Linked DNA regions of Mus musculus: all the other regions are linked to region 1. The links are chromatin contacts, called in public Hi-C maps. All regions are on one chromosome and are shown on one strand. Each heading gives the region's core, a stretch centred on a gene start, on an enhancer-like site or on the middle of the called end of the contact. The rest is flanking DNA. Distances are from core to core; before and after follow the strand shown.

The links. Hi-C and Micro-C count contacts between places; a contact is called where the count stands out from the background.
Region 2: a contact with region 1 is called in a Hi-C map of cerebellar granule neurons, with 1.7 times the contacts expected there. The contact joins two enhancer-like sites. A contact is called at or near these places in 2 of 484 Hi-C or Micro-C datasets (both in cerebellar granule neurons) and 1 of 115 datasets of contacts at active chromatin or transcription factors (cardiomyocytes).
Region 3: a contact with region 1 is called in a Hi-C map of cerebellar granule neurons, with 1.8 times the contacts expected there. The contact joins two enhancer-like sites. A contact is called at or near these places in 1 of 484 Hi-C or Micro-C datasets (cerebellar granule neurons) and 2 of 115 datasets of contacts at active chromatin or transcription factors (bone marrow-derived macrophages and fibro-adipogenic progenitors).

Annotation. Positions count from the first base shown.
Region 1 is chr13:44,464,527-44,468,643 of GRCm38.p6, reverse strand. It overlaps Gm34020 (a long non-coding RNA gene), which reads left to right. Exons shown (of 4, transcript XR_873331.2): 2 at 1-49; 3 at 981-1,143; 4 at 1,236-1,624. Among named protein-coding and RNA genes, the nearest start is that of Gm34020, 4.1 kb to the left of the region's middle. Within about 2 kb of position 2,848, at least 4 of the 459 cell types and tissues checked have an H3K27ac peak or open chromatin away from gene starts, as enhancers often do. A contact at or near this core is called in cerebellar granule neurons, where this site is marked.
Region 2 is chr13:44,052,846-44,057,059 of GRCm38.p6, reverse strand. No RefSeq gene overlaps it. Among named protein-coding and RNA genes, the nearest start is that of Gm33489, 9.8 kb to the right of the region's middle. Within about 2 kb of position 1,294, at least 39 of the 459 cell types and tissues checked have an H3K27ac peak or open chromatin away from gene starts, as enhancers often do. A contact at or near this core is called in cerebellar granule neurons, where this site is marked.
Region 3 is chr13:43,989,369-43,993,533 of GRCm38.p6, reverse strand. No RefSeq gene overlaps it. Among named protein-coding and RNA genes, the nearest start is that of Gm2233, 43 kb to the right of the region's middle. Within about 2 kb of position 2,618, at least 47 of the 459 cell types and tissues checked have an H3K27ac peak or open chromatin away from gene starts, as enhancers often do. A contact at or near this core is called in cerebellar granule neurons, where this site is marked.

The sequences.
Region 1 (4,117 bases), core at 1,599-4,098:
CCTTCATGAAGATGAGCTCTGCTGCCCTGGGTTCTCCCAACTACTGAAGGTGACTTTGGGGCTTAGAGGTGGTCCTAGAGAGAGTTACATCCTTAAGCTTTAACTCGCTCTATCCGTCATTCATTTGCATATCTCCAAGTTGTGATTTTCCTTTGTCCTGTCTCTGCCTTAAAAGTTAGCTGCTCTTCCTTGAAGATGCGGCAGAAGCCAAAACTCAAAACCACTTGCTTGAGAGGCGGCTCCTCATCCACTGAGCCGGCCAGGCCAAAGGGAAGGCTTTGTCACACCATCCACCCATGCTTGCTTCCTTTTATTTGTTTTGTTACAGAAATCTGTTCCAACCAAGATGTATGCTTCGTTCCTTATTGTGCCTCTCACCCTATTAAACTGTTGTCTTTTATTGTCTGAGAATATGTGTGTGTGTGTGTAGGCCAGAGCTCAAGGTTGCTGTGTCTTTCTCTATTACTTCTCACCATATTTTTCCGACTGGTTCTCTCCCTGATCAGTCAGATGACCAGCAAGCTTCAGACATCCTCCTGTCTCTGCCTCATACTCCTGGGATTGTGGGCACACAGAGCTACGTTTAGCATTTTTCAGGGGGTGCTGGAGATTTGAACTCGGGTCCTTATGTTTGTGTGGGGGAATGCTTTATTGTCTGAGTCCTCTTCCAGGCTCATTTGCTACCTTTTAGTTGGGAAGGATGGGTGACCTTCCATGCGTGCCTCGGCTTCAGAACAGGCACAGGCAGGCCCTGGCATAGTAGTCTTTGTCTTCTAGGTTCAAAGTGCGTAACAGACAAATCTAGAGAAAGGAAGTCAACCAATACCCTGGCATAAAACTTCTCCCTTGTGTTTCCCTCTTAAACATGCGTGAGGTTTTTCTTAAACCATTATCTCTGAGCAGAAGCTTGTGGGAGGGAGAAAGGAGCTTGAGATGGGCTGTACTTACTTTACTGATTTGCATCTGGTCTCATTCCAAAGTCGTCATCAGAGGCACACATCCTTAACTGTCTCCGACGGCTGTGGACCCCACTCCGAGGCTTCTGTGTTACAGCTTCATTGATGATCCTGGCATATCCAGAGATACATGAAGACTGATCTAAGTCCTTCCTGCTAAGTAAAGAGCCTCCAGGTAGCAGCTTGGGTAAGGAAGACCGATCCTCAGACGAATAGAAATATCACTATAGTTATAGTGTGACAGGCGAGCTATTATACTATTATGTTAAACAATTTTAGCGTTCAAGACACACTAAACTGTGGAACATCCATGGAATGTGAAAAACAGCAGAAGGTCGCTTTCACAACTCCTGTCCTCACCTCAAGCAGGACTCAGACCTAGGAAGGCTTCTCTGACCTCCCTCTGAAGCAGTTGAACGAACCCTGGAGAAAGGCACGCAACCTTGGACCAAAAGAAACGCCTCGTGTCGGAACACAAAGGGGCACGGTGAGAGAATCCCAGCACAGCTCTGCTAAGCTACCCTGAGTTTATTACCTTGAGTTTGCGACGGAGAAGTGTGGTGAAATGCAGGGTGGTGTGATCTGATGGTGGGATGGAAACAGTAAACATAAATATTCAAAACATAAATATTCAAAACAAATACAGGATTACTTCATTATTTTGGCTCCCATGTCACCCAAAACTTAAGTCAACCTCTCTTCTCGCTTTTTCTTCTTCTCGCTTTTTCTCCCTTTTCTTCCTCCAAGTCTCTCCCCCCCGCCCCCCTTCTCAAAAATTTCCTGCTATGTAGCCTAAGCTGGCCTGAAACTCGCGGTGATCCTTCTGCCTCAGCTCTCAAACACTGGAATTATAGGTTAATGCCACCACACCCAATCCTGCATTTCTCTTATTAATCTGTCTTTTCATAGATGGGTCTTAGTCATAGACCTAGAAATGGGTGATACTGAGAACAATTTCCTACTGTGAAACATTAGTCACCAAATATTCTCTAGGGTACTGGGCTCCCCTACAGTGTTATTAATCAAGGAACACGGAGAAGGAAGATGAGGGGCTATAACACCATCAGTTTATGTGGCCAACTGGAGCTGGCTGGCTTCAAGCTGTTCCCGGATCTCAGGAACGCTACCTAGGGGCTACATCTATGGGCTGGTATTTTGAGGATGCCCCTCATCCCTAAATATAATGAAGTGTTCTAGTCCTGACAAACAGTTGTAGGTCATCACACATCCTAGAAGGTGCGTGCATCTCAGGGCTGCAAAGGCTGTGCAGATGTCAGGGCAAGTTATGGCTGACAAATCTGGTGGTTCAGCCTCCCCCTTTCTCTAAATTCTTGGTTTGTTTTCCTTCCATCATCTATCTACTCTTTGTCAAAAAGATTTTTTTTTTTTTTTTGCTTTGGGGTGCAATGGGGATTTTTGAAACTTTCCTGACCTGTCTTTTATTTCTCTTTCATCAGTTGTAGATAAAATGTGGGATTTTCTTCCTCCTCTTTTAAGACTATGGGGTGGAAAAGCAATAACGGGAAGTGTCACACACACAACACACACACACACACACACACACACACACACACACACACACACACACACAGCTGACAAGTGTTGTCAGAAATCTTTTTCCCTGGGCAGCCTTGGTGATCCTTATATATATATTTCTCTCTCCAGGACACTTGACTCATTTACTGACCTCATTCCTGGTGATGAAAGTAGCTAAGGGTTACTGGAGGGTGAGGTGCCGGGGTGGGGGTGGTGGTGGTGGATTGGAGGTGGTGAGAGGCCAGGTCCCTGACTGCAGTATTTATTTGCAGTGAAAGGGTAACTCCGAGCAGCAGAACCATGCGAGGCTCTAAGAAGGAACTGGTGGACAGATGGCAAAATAGACTCAGAGTCACACTGTCCACAGGGGTCTCCTATAGCCAGAGGGTCTGCGCTCAGGGTGCTATGAACACATCGCTTTGTGTTATCTTCATCCTTGTCTACACAGCGGTAACTCCTGACTACGGTTTTTCTCTCCTTGTGTCCCTACAGAAGCAGCCCAATGTTGAGAAAAACAAGGGATGCTCCTTCACTTTGGGCTTGATCTGGTTTCTTAGGTTTTTGTTGCTGTTATTGTTGGTTTTGTTTTGTTTTTGTCTTGTTTTTGTTTTGTTTTTGTCTTGTTTTTGTTCTTTCTTAGGTTCCTGCTCACAAGCCTTGCATCTCGGCACTGAGTAGAGGCTGGGGGATATGTTTCACAGATGATTGTATGTATCTAGGGTGCAGCTTCTCTTTCATCCTAATCCTTTTTTCAAAGGTCTTCACTTTTTCTTTGGCCTAAAGCAGCTTTCGCCTTCATGGGGGCTGATGTTGGTTGACCAGACAGATCCTCAAGTGTCACATTTTCTCCTTTCTCCTCGACACTGTCAGCAAGTTTGGGCTCCTGTGACTAATGAGACTATGGGGGGAACTTTCCCACGTCTTTCTTCTTTGGTAACATTAGAAACATATTCCCTTTTATCCTTTGAGAGTTGGAGTGGATGTTTGCAATAAAGTCAGATTGTAAAGAGAAATAGCCTTTTGTAAGTGTGTGTGTGTGTGTGTGTGTGTGCGTGTGTATGTATGTGTGTGAGCATAGGTGTATGTGGAAATGCAAAGACCAAAGTGAGATATCAGGAGTGCTGCCTAGCTACTCTCTTACTTTATTTGTTGAGACAGTCTCTCATTGAACTCAAAGAGCTGACCTCTTTGGCTAGATTGGCTGGCCAGGGATCTGCCTGTCTTCACCTTCTCAGCCTTGCGATGATCTGCGTGCACTACCATGCTCAGGTTTTTAAATGTGAGTTTTGGGGTCAAACCTGGGTTCTTATGTTCGTGTGGCAAATACTTTGCCAATTAGGCCATCTCCCTAGCTCCTGAAATATCTTAATGTGTATGTAGATTTTACGAATGCATGGCAGACACTTAGAGACTCAGCAAATCTCAAGGAAGTATCTTTATATATGATTTGCAATAAAAAAAACAGTACATTCTCAAAAAAAGTGATAAGATAAAGGAAAAGGGCTGTGGAAGTCTAGAGTTAAGAACGTGACAGAAGGCAAACAAATGCCAGGTAAATAATATAAACTTCTGGTATCCTCTCCAGGCTGAGCCCCAAGTAGTCCAATGGCTCTGCTCTGTTCTGC
Region 2 (4,214 bases), core at 45-2,544, 410 kb after region 1:
AGGAGCAGTGAGCATCGGCTGGGTGGTTTCCTTGCTCACCCCTTCTGGATCTTTGGCTGCTTGGGACATTTCCCAAGGACCCTCAGAAACAGCAGCGAAGGAACAAGTGCTTCAGATGGCTCGTGCTCCCGTGTGAGCCTGCTTGGAAGAGAGCCAGAGCTATCTGGGTTTTAACATCCCTTGAATCCCAACATTTGGGAAACTTGGTGTATTAAACCCTCTTGCCATGTCCCCAATGTAATATAAGAATCTCTTTACACAGCGAGGTCCCTGCTGGTTCTTGACGGTGCCCACAGAAATTATTCTTTGTAGTTTAAGGACATTTCTCCCTCCTTCCTCTTCGGGGAGGGCGCAGATGGACCACTCCCCAGGGTTCTGCATCCCATCTCAGGTCCAGCTGTAATGTTTATAGCATTTCCCACACCCCACACTCGGCCTGCCCCACCCACTGGGGTCGCCTGCTTTAGCAGGGGTTTCACCCACAAAAGAAATGTTGCTGGAAAGCCGATTTGTCAAGAAAAGGTGACTTTTCTAAAGAATGGTTGGCTCAAGTAAGGGGGAGAAACATCCCTGGTCACATGTGTGGCCAAGTCCCCGTGGATGTTTCCGTTCAAGAGGTTCACCGCCTTTGCTACTGTTGAGCATCAGCATTGAGCATCGGGAAGGTGCTTTGAATAGATGCCTTTGCTGACAGGGATCCCTTCGCTTTGTGAATAGAGAGATTACTAAACAATGGAGCTATTACATAAGGAGCAGGGGCTGGCTGGAGCCAACAGATCTGTACCCTAGGTTTACAGAGCTATAATTATCCAAAGTTTTAAAACACAATGATGTCTGCTGAAAAGGAACATCTGGGAGGGAACCAAGCCATCCCCATTAAAGGCACTGCGTGCATCCCGCAGATTGGATGACTTCAAGTTAATGGGGTGGCGATTTTTTTTTCCCAGATGTCACTCAAGTTAACAAATGTGCCGAAAGGTTTAAGCAGAACAAATGTGCGGAGGGGAAAAATTCCAGATCAAGGAAAGATTTATAAGATCAACTAGAACTTGGCTGCAGAAAGCATTCCAGGCGGCCGTGATGAACGCTCACGGGGAGAAAGCAAGACTTTACGAGGATTTTTCCCATATGAAAATGAAAGCCTCTTCCAGTTGTCATTTCATTTCAAAATAAACTCTCTTAACCTCCCGAGAACCCCGTGTGAAGAAGTAAGGCAGGCTGGGGTGGTGGACTCTGGACTAGGAGGTGGTGCTGCTCCTGGGCACATCAGTAGGTCTGGGAGACTGGACTCTTTATAAATAGATTTGTTCCCGGTGCCAACACTGAACTCTGCTTTGAGAATGTCAGTTACACCCTGCTATCTTCCACAGTGATCTTTCCTAAATCAAGCTGTAGTCCACAGGCTTAGGGCCCCTTGGCATATTTTCAAGTATACAGTTTACATAGCCAGTCTTTCCTGCTGAGGACACGTCTTCTACGTAAACAGCCAACACGTCTAAGAAAAGAATAAAACAGAAGGAAAGATTTCAAGTTCATTCTCTTCTGCCTAGGAGAATGGCTCCTTTTTTTTGTTTGTTTGTTTGTTACTTTCCCCGCCCCCACAAGGTCTCACTATGTAGCCCAGCCTGCTCTGGAACTCTCACTTTGTAGCCTAGGCTATCCTCAAAATCCAGGTATTCCTGCCTCAGCCCCCTGGGTGTTCCACTCACAGATAAGAGCCTAGGAGATGGTTGTCTTAGAGGAGTGAGTCTTATGGGGGTGGGAGGCAAGGGTCACGGGAGAAGAGTTTCTTCTTTCCTATCTTATAGGACATTGTGGCCGTGTCACCAAAGAGGTTGCTATGCACCTACAGCAGAAGCCTGATAGCATTTTGGTCATCCCAAGTGACACAGCAGGACTAACAGTAAGAAAATGTTCCCCCGTTTCCTCTAGCCACCTTGTCTGGCTGTCGCCACACTCAGTTCTTCTATGAGACCCTTTCCTCGCCTCCAGCACACTACTAGTCCTCTATTTGATGGTTTCTGCATACAATCCCTGGATTATGTTGACGGAGCGCATGACAGCTTTAACCAACATGTTCACCAAGGAGGGAACAAGTTTGAGGGAGTTTACCAGCATCCCCAAAGCTACTTGTGTCTAGCAGCAATATTATAGCAACATGAACATAAAAACAATAGTCACCAACAGAGCCACCCTACCGCCATTTGAGCAAGCCTGTTTGTCTCCGACCTTTCACCTGCATCCTCTACTGCTGTGTTATTTTCCCATTTCTAATACAGCCATCTACATGCAAATCGCTTCTATTCTGCAAAAGCCCCTAGAAATTCTGAACTCAGATGCACAGTGTTGAGGACTGAGCTTTGTTGCTTTGTTCTACACTTACTTGTCTGTTAGGTGAGTGTGAGGACCACTACACTGAAGAAACACCCTTAATTATTTGTGTGTGTGTGAGAGAGAGAGAGAGAGAGAGAGAGAGAGAAAGAGAGAGACAGAGACAGAGAGAGAGACAGAGAGACAGGGAGAGACAGAGACAGAGGCAGAGGCAGAGACAGAGAGAGTGTAAGAGCAAGATCATGCCACACAACAGTGCCTGAATCTAGACAAAGGTGTGACAAAGTCACACTGAACTGTGCTAAGCCCTCCAGCCAATGACCGTAGGTTATAAAAGAAGGGCTTGTGAGCTGATTAAGGAAAGCTGATTAAGTGTGAAGGCGGAACTGAGTCAGATAAGACATAGGCAAGGCACACCGGGGATCTCCGGGAGCCATCAGAAGTGAGGACGACACCGGGAAGGAGTCTTACCTCACTCATCTGGAAAGAATGTGAACCCACAGACACTTCCGTTTCAGATTTCCAGCCTTCAGAAGTTCAAGAAAACAAATTTATATTCTCTAAAACATATTTTAAAATATATATGGGGTATGAGGAAAGTACAATGATATACATGTATAGAAATGTCACAACGGAGCCCAGTATTTCATGTGCTAATTAAAAGCATTAATATTTGAAAGTTTATGTTTTATTAATTCGTAGACGGGATCATTTTCTCAGGCCTTTTTCTACACATATTTCTCCTTGCTTATCATCGGGTTAATATCCCCTTATGAGAAAATATATTTTTGCCTTCTACTAAAGGAAGATCAGAGTGAGCTGGAAATGGAAGAGGTAGCTGAAGGTCTGTGGTGATGTAAGACTGTTTTCATTTCTTCCTTCGAAAGTGAGAACTTTGAACCAGAATATGGAATCCTGATAAAAGAAAAACAAACAACAAAATAAGAAGTATTTAGGGCAATTACAACCCTCATTTCTGTAACTGGTTATATAAATGAAGCTGAGTTTTGTGACTTTATTCTAACCATCCTGTATTCCCTTTGCCTTCAGGGAGAGCTTAAGCTGCCGACATTCCTTTCCACGGTGGTATGATGCAAGCTTTCCTTCATGGAGGGTCTGAGGCATTGGTTTTTCTGATCAGCTTCTGTTATCAGTTTTTCATTGAATCACACTGCCTGCTAATATCAAAAGGCACCCTAAGAAATCGCTTGTGTCCCGACATACTTTGCCTTATGTCTGCTGTGAACTCCGAGGATCCATCCTCCCACCTTGAGAGTTGGGGTCGTCACTCTAGACAGCATAAAGGCTCCTTCACCTACTGATTCAGAAACACGGGGAGTTCAGAGTGGCCGGGTGGAAACCTTAAAACTCCCAACTCAACACAATGACAGGTTTGTCTCCTGACACAAGTATTTGTCCCTCTGAATCTGACATTTCTGAGCCAGTACAGAAAAACTCATGGGAACAGGAAACAAAATTTGTTAGTGGGTCCCTAAGTCTACACACCATCCTCGGTTCCTGGGCCCTTGAATGCTGCCTATGGAAGAAACAGTACTACATACCCAATGCCAATTGAGAGCAAGCAAAGCCTTCTGGAGAACCTAGATCCAGCCCTACAAGGCATTGCTGTCTTGCTGATGCTGTGACTGGGCCTTCTGAAGGCCATCCCACCTTTCTACTAAGCCATTCTGTTTCAGGATGGTGGATAGTGCTGTAAGCTAAAATCCATTAACATGTGCCCATTGATGTACCCCCTCGGTCAGAAACAGTGACACACAGAATACATGCTGTTACAATAGATAAAGCATCATTTTAGCAGAACTACTCTTCATAGGAGCTTGCCAAGGGTGAAAAGAACACAGCACAACATAACATAACACAGC
Region 3 (4,165 bases), core at 1,369-3,868, 470 kb after region 1:
TCCATGGCTCTTCTCCTCTCTTGCCCGCCCCCTTTCCTCTTTCAGCTTGAGTTGTCTCCAAGTCACCTGACCGACGTCGTTCATTTTGCTATCCATAAGTAAACATATCTATTCCAAACAACCAACCAACCATATGAAACCATTATTCATGGTAAAGACTACGGTGTGTTCTGATGCTAAGTCACTAATAAGCTACAGGTAGAAGGATGGATTAGCACAACTAGAATACTAAGAGGACTAGAGGCTGGCTCCCATGGCTCTCTCTCCAGCCTCTCTCAGGGCTCCTCTGCTCACTGCCCTGAGTGTCAGCAAGCTACACTGTGCAGCTAGATTCCAAGAGACCTGTAACAGGTGATTCAGCCTCTTGAACTTCAGTCCACTACTCTGCATCTGCTGGCACATGCCCCAGACAATACTCTTACTAGGGAGTGAGCTGGTGTGTGGCCAGTGCTCTATGAAGAATTTGAATGTTGTTTGAAGTTTAAAGTTTTTTCTCATTTGTGAAATGGTTTTCTTTAATATTTCTCAGTATTTTCATCTTGTTTGGAAAAGAGATATAGTATATATTAGTCCTCATGTTAGCTGCTTCTATTCTCCTCCTCCTCCTTCTTCTCCTCCTTCTCCTCTTCTTCTTCTCTTCCTCCTCTTCCTCTTCCTGCTACTTCTCCTTCTTTTTCTCTTTCTCTTCCTCCTCTCCCTCCTCTTTCTCTCCTTCTCCTCCTTTTCCTTTTCTTCCTTCCTCTTCCTCCTTTTCCTCTTCCTCTCCGTTTCTTCCTTCTTTAAAGAAGAAGACATGATCTCATATATCCCAGACTGGCCTTGAACTTACTGTGTAGGCAAGGATGACCTTGACCTTCTGACCCTCCTGCCCCTATCTCCAGAGTGCTGGGATTACAGACGTGCGCCACCATACACCACTATGCAGGGCTCAAACACTAGGCTTCATGGATACTAGATAAACATTCAACAAACTGAGTTACAAATCCAGCCCACTTGAAATTACTTTTTTTTTTTTATTCCTGTGATCAAATCCCTGAAAAACAGCACTTGAAGGGAGAAGTATTCTTATTTCTGAAGAGATCTTGGCTCATGATCTGAAGGGATACAGTATATCATGGAAGCAAAGGCAAGATGGTGGAAGTGTGGAGTGGCTGGTCACGCCATATCCACAGTCAGGAAGTAGATGGAGATGAACAGAGATCTCCATACTTGATTTTTTTTTAATCATCTTGGGACTCCACCACCCACATTAGTCCATTTGGGAGAAACACTAAAGGCCTACGCAGAGTTATGGCTCCTAAGTGATTCTAAATCTAACCAAGTTGAACGTTAACTACCACATTAACCTAAGTCTAAACATCATAGATCAATGATGACAGAAGCAGACAAAAGACAAAACAAAACAAACAAACAAACCAAGGTCTGAGTAACCAGTGGGACAGATGCCAGGCAAGGGCGCAGCCCAGACTGACAGCCAATTCATTAGAAGAGAATCCCTTCAGGATAAGCCAACTCATTCTTTGAAGCAATGTAGTCACAAGAATGAGGCAGTACTCTTTGCTGGCTTTTGGCCAGCCCAGCTCTGGGAAGCGTGGTCAGCGTCTTTAACTGGACTTGGCCTCCGGAAACAAAGCTCAACCTCTTTAGCAGGAGGCAGGGTTTCCCCACTGCCCACTAAACTGTTTGCAAAAGAAAAGAAAGAAAGGTAAATATTTGAACACCAGAAAATAAATAATGATCATAAATAATGCAGTCGTCTTCCAGTGTTTGCCCACAGCCGCTGACAGGCTGCCATGTGAAGTTTGCTTCTTACAGCGGTGTCTGCAGCCCAGCAGCTAGGTAAGGGCGTCAGGGGAGGGAGTACCTTTTTCTAAGGCTTGTATGGCATTGTGAAGAGATCTGCTCAGAGCCCTCTCCTGCATTCTGGGAAGAAGAGAGAAGCCCCCTTTTGCTAATTCCTGGCATGTTTTATGCTATCTGAATGATCAATCCAGTTTCCTCTTCCAGGTATTATATGGGGTAGAGATAGCATAAACATGTGGAATTAACTAGAATTCAAATGACTGTCAAATGTCTATTCAAATGACTGTATCAATGACATAATTCACCTGAACTCCAGCTGCCCATTCACAAAGTGGGTACAGCAGAAGGTACAGCAAGGACACTGTTCAAGGATGAGCCACGGTATAATTCATATACTTGGCACAAAACGGGCACAGCCATTTGCAGTCGGCAAATTACAAAGAGGAATTTAGACGCTCCTTGGAAAACAAAGCAACAAAAACAAGACGTTCCTACCTGGCCTGCCTCTTAAACACACGGCACCAACTGGCGTGTGTTTTAAAAACCGTATCTGTGTCTCATGCTCAAGTAATCATTCTAAAAATACAGATTCCGCAAAAGGAAATGTGGTGCATCTACTTCTGATTTTACTCTTTATAAAAACACAAGCAGATCCTCTGCACGGAGGGAGAGAATTCAATTTGCAGTTTCTTGACGTGTGTTTTGCCTTCCCAGGGAAACGTGTAAGCTGGTAACTCAGCATACGTCAGATTTGGGAGGCAGCCATGTCTCTTGCAGCACTCAGCCTCACTAACAAGGCACAGCTTCTCCAAATGACCCATCCGTCAGCGGCACGTGAGCTGGGAGAATTGATTAGCCAGCCCTGTCACAGGAGAGCCATGGTGCAGCCTGAGAAAAACCATGCCAACACCCCACGCTCTCGGCCTCGGGGTGCATTCCGTTTGAGGGGTCGAATGGAGTTGAATTGATGAAGTGTTAAAAGTGAGAAGGTAACACAGAGATGTGGTCCTCTGCTTAAGGCAGATGGGTAAATCAAAGCCCAGAGCATCAGACAGCTTGCTCAGTGACAGAGCTGCCGATGCAAGCCAGGTTTCTTGACCTCCTTCCCGGCCACTGGGGAAATCTATTTCATCCATAGCCAAGTGAAATGTTTTCCTGGATTCCCCTGTGACTCTGAGGGTACAGGAACTGGAATATAAAGGCTTAGAGTCCCTTGGCCTTATTCTGTTTAGATCACACCTTACATGGGATGGCACCACCAAGAGAGGTGATCCGTGGGATAGAACAACATCACCTGGCTTCCTGGCCCTTTGGCTTTCTGAGTGGCTCTGTGCCTCCATACCAGCAGGGTGTCTAGCATATTGCAGGAATTCAATGAGTATTAACTGACTGGACACATTTTAAGTGTACACTGTCAAATCTTGTTAGTAAAAACAGTGCAATGAGCGTTGACCCTTGGCTGATAGGAGAGAGAGGCTCGAGCAAGAGTAACTGGATAAATAAGACTCTCAGCAAGCAGGAAGAATGACTCTCCACTCCTGCCTTTACCACCTGGCTGACCAACGGCCCAGTGACAAATGTGACAAGGACAAATGATTTATCCTCTCTCAGTGTTGTTTCTCCCAACTGTCATATGGAATAAAATGACTCTTCTGCGGGGTTTTACAAAGGCAGAACGATATTTACTGAACACTACCGATTCAATAGATATAAACAGAGGCACAAAGAAGAGACAGCTTGGGGACCTGATGGACTGACCATATGAAAAGCCCAGAACCATGGCCGCCACTCTCCACCCCCCCCATCACTGCTGCTTCCGGGCTGCCGAGAAGTGAGCAACTTTGCTGCACCATGTGCTCTATCCTTTGATGTTTGCTTCTTCCTTGACAGGCCCAAAGGCAAGGGAGCCAGTCAGCCATGGACTGAAACCTCTGAAACCGTAGCCCCAAATAAACCTTAGCCCCAGGTTAGTATCTCCGGTATTTTATCATATGGTCACAGTTCTAAAGCTGACAAATACATTCATATTCAGAAGTACTGTATTTACTAGATGTTACATTCTAAGGTTTTGTATGTAATGTGTGTCGCATCCTCAGGTAATGTGTGTATGTGTGTGTGTGTGTGTGTGTGAATACATACACATACACATATACATGGCGTGTCATATTCTGAAGTACTTGATGCATTGAATGCTATATTTGAGGTTAAGATTTCCAAGCTCAAAATATTTGAGGGAAAAGAAGCCAGTCTGTAACACCAGTTTTTCTCTTCCTTTGGATGAATTGTATGTCCTTGCACTCTTCCAAAAAGAACACAATATTCAAGCACTAATATCTTGTCACTAGATAAGGTCAAGCCTATG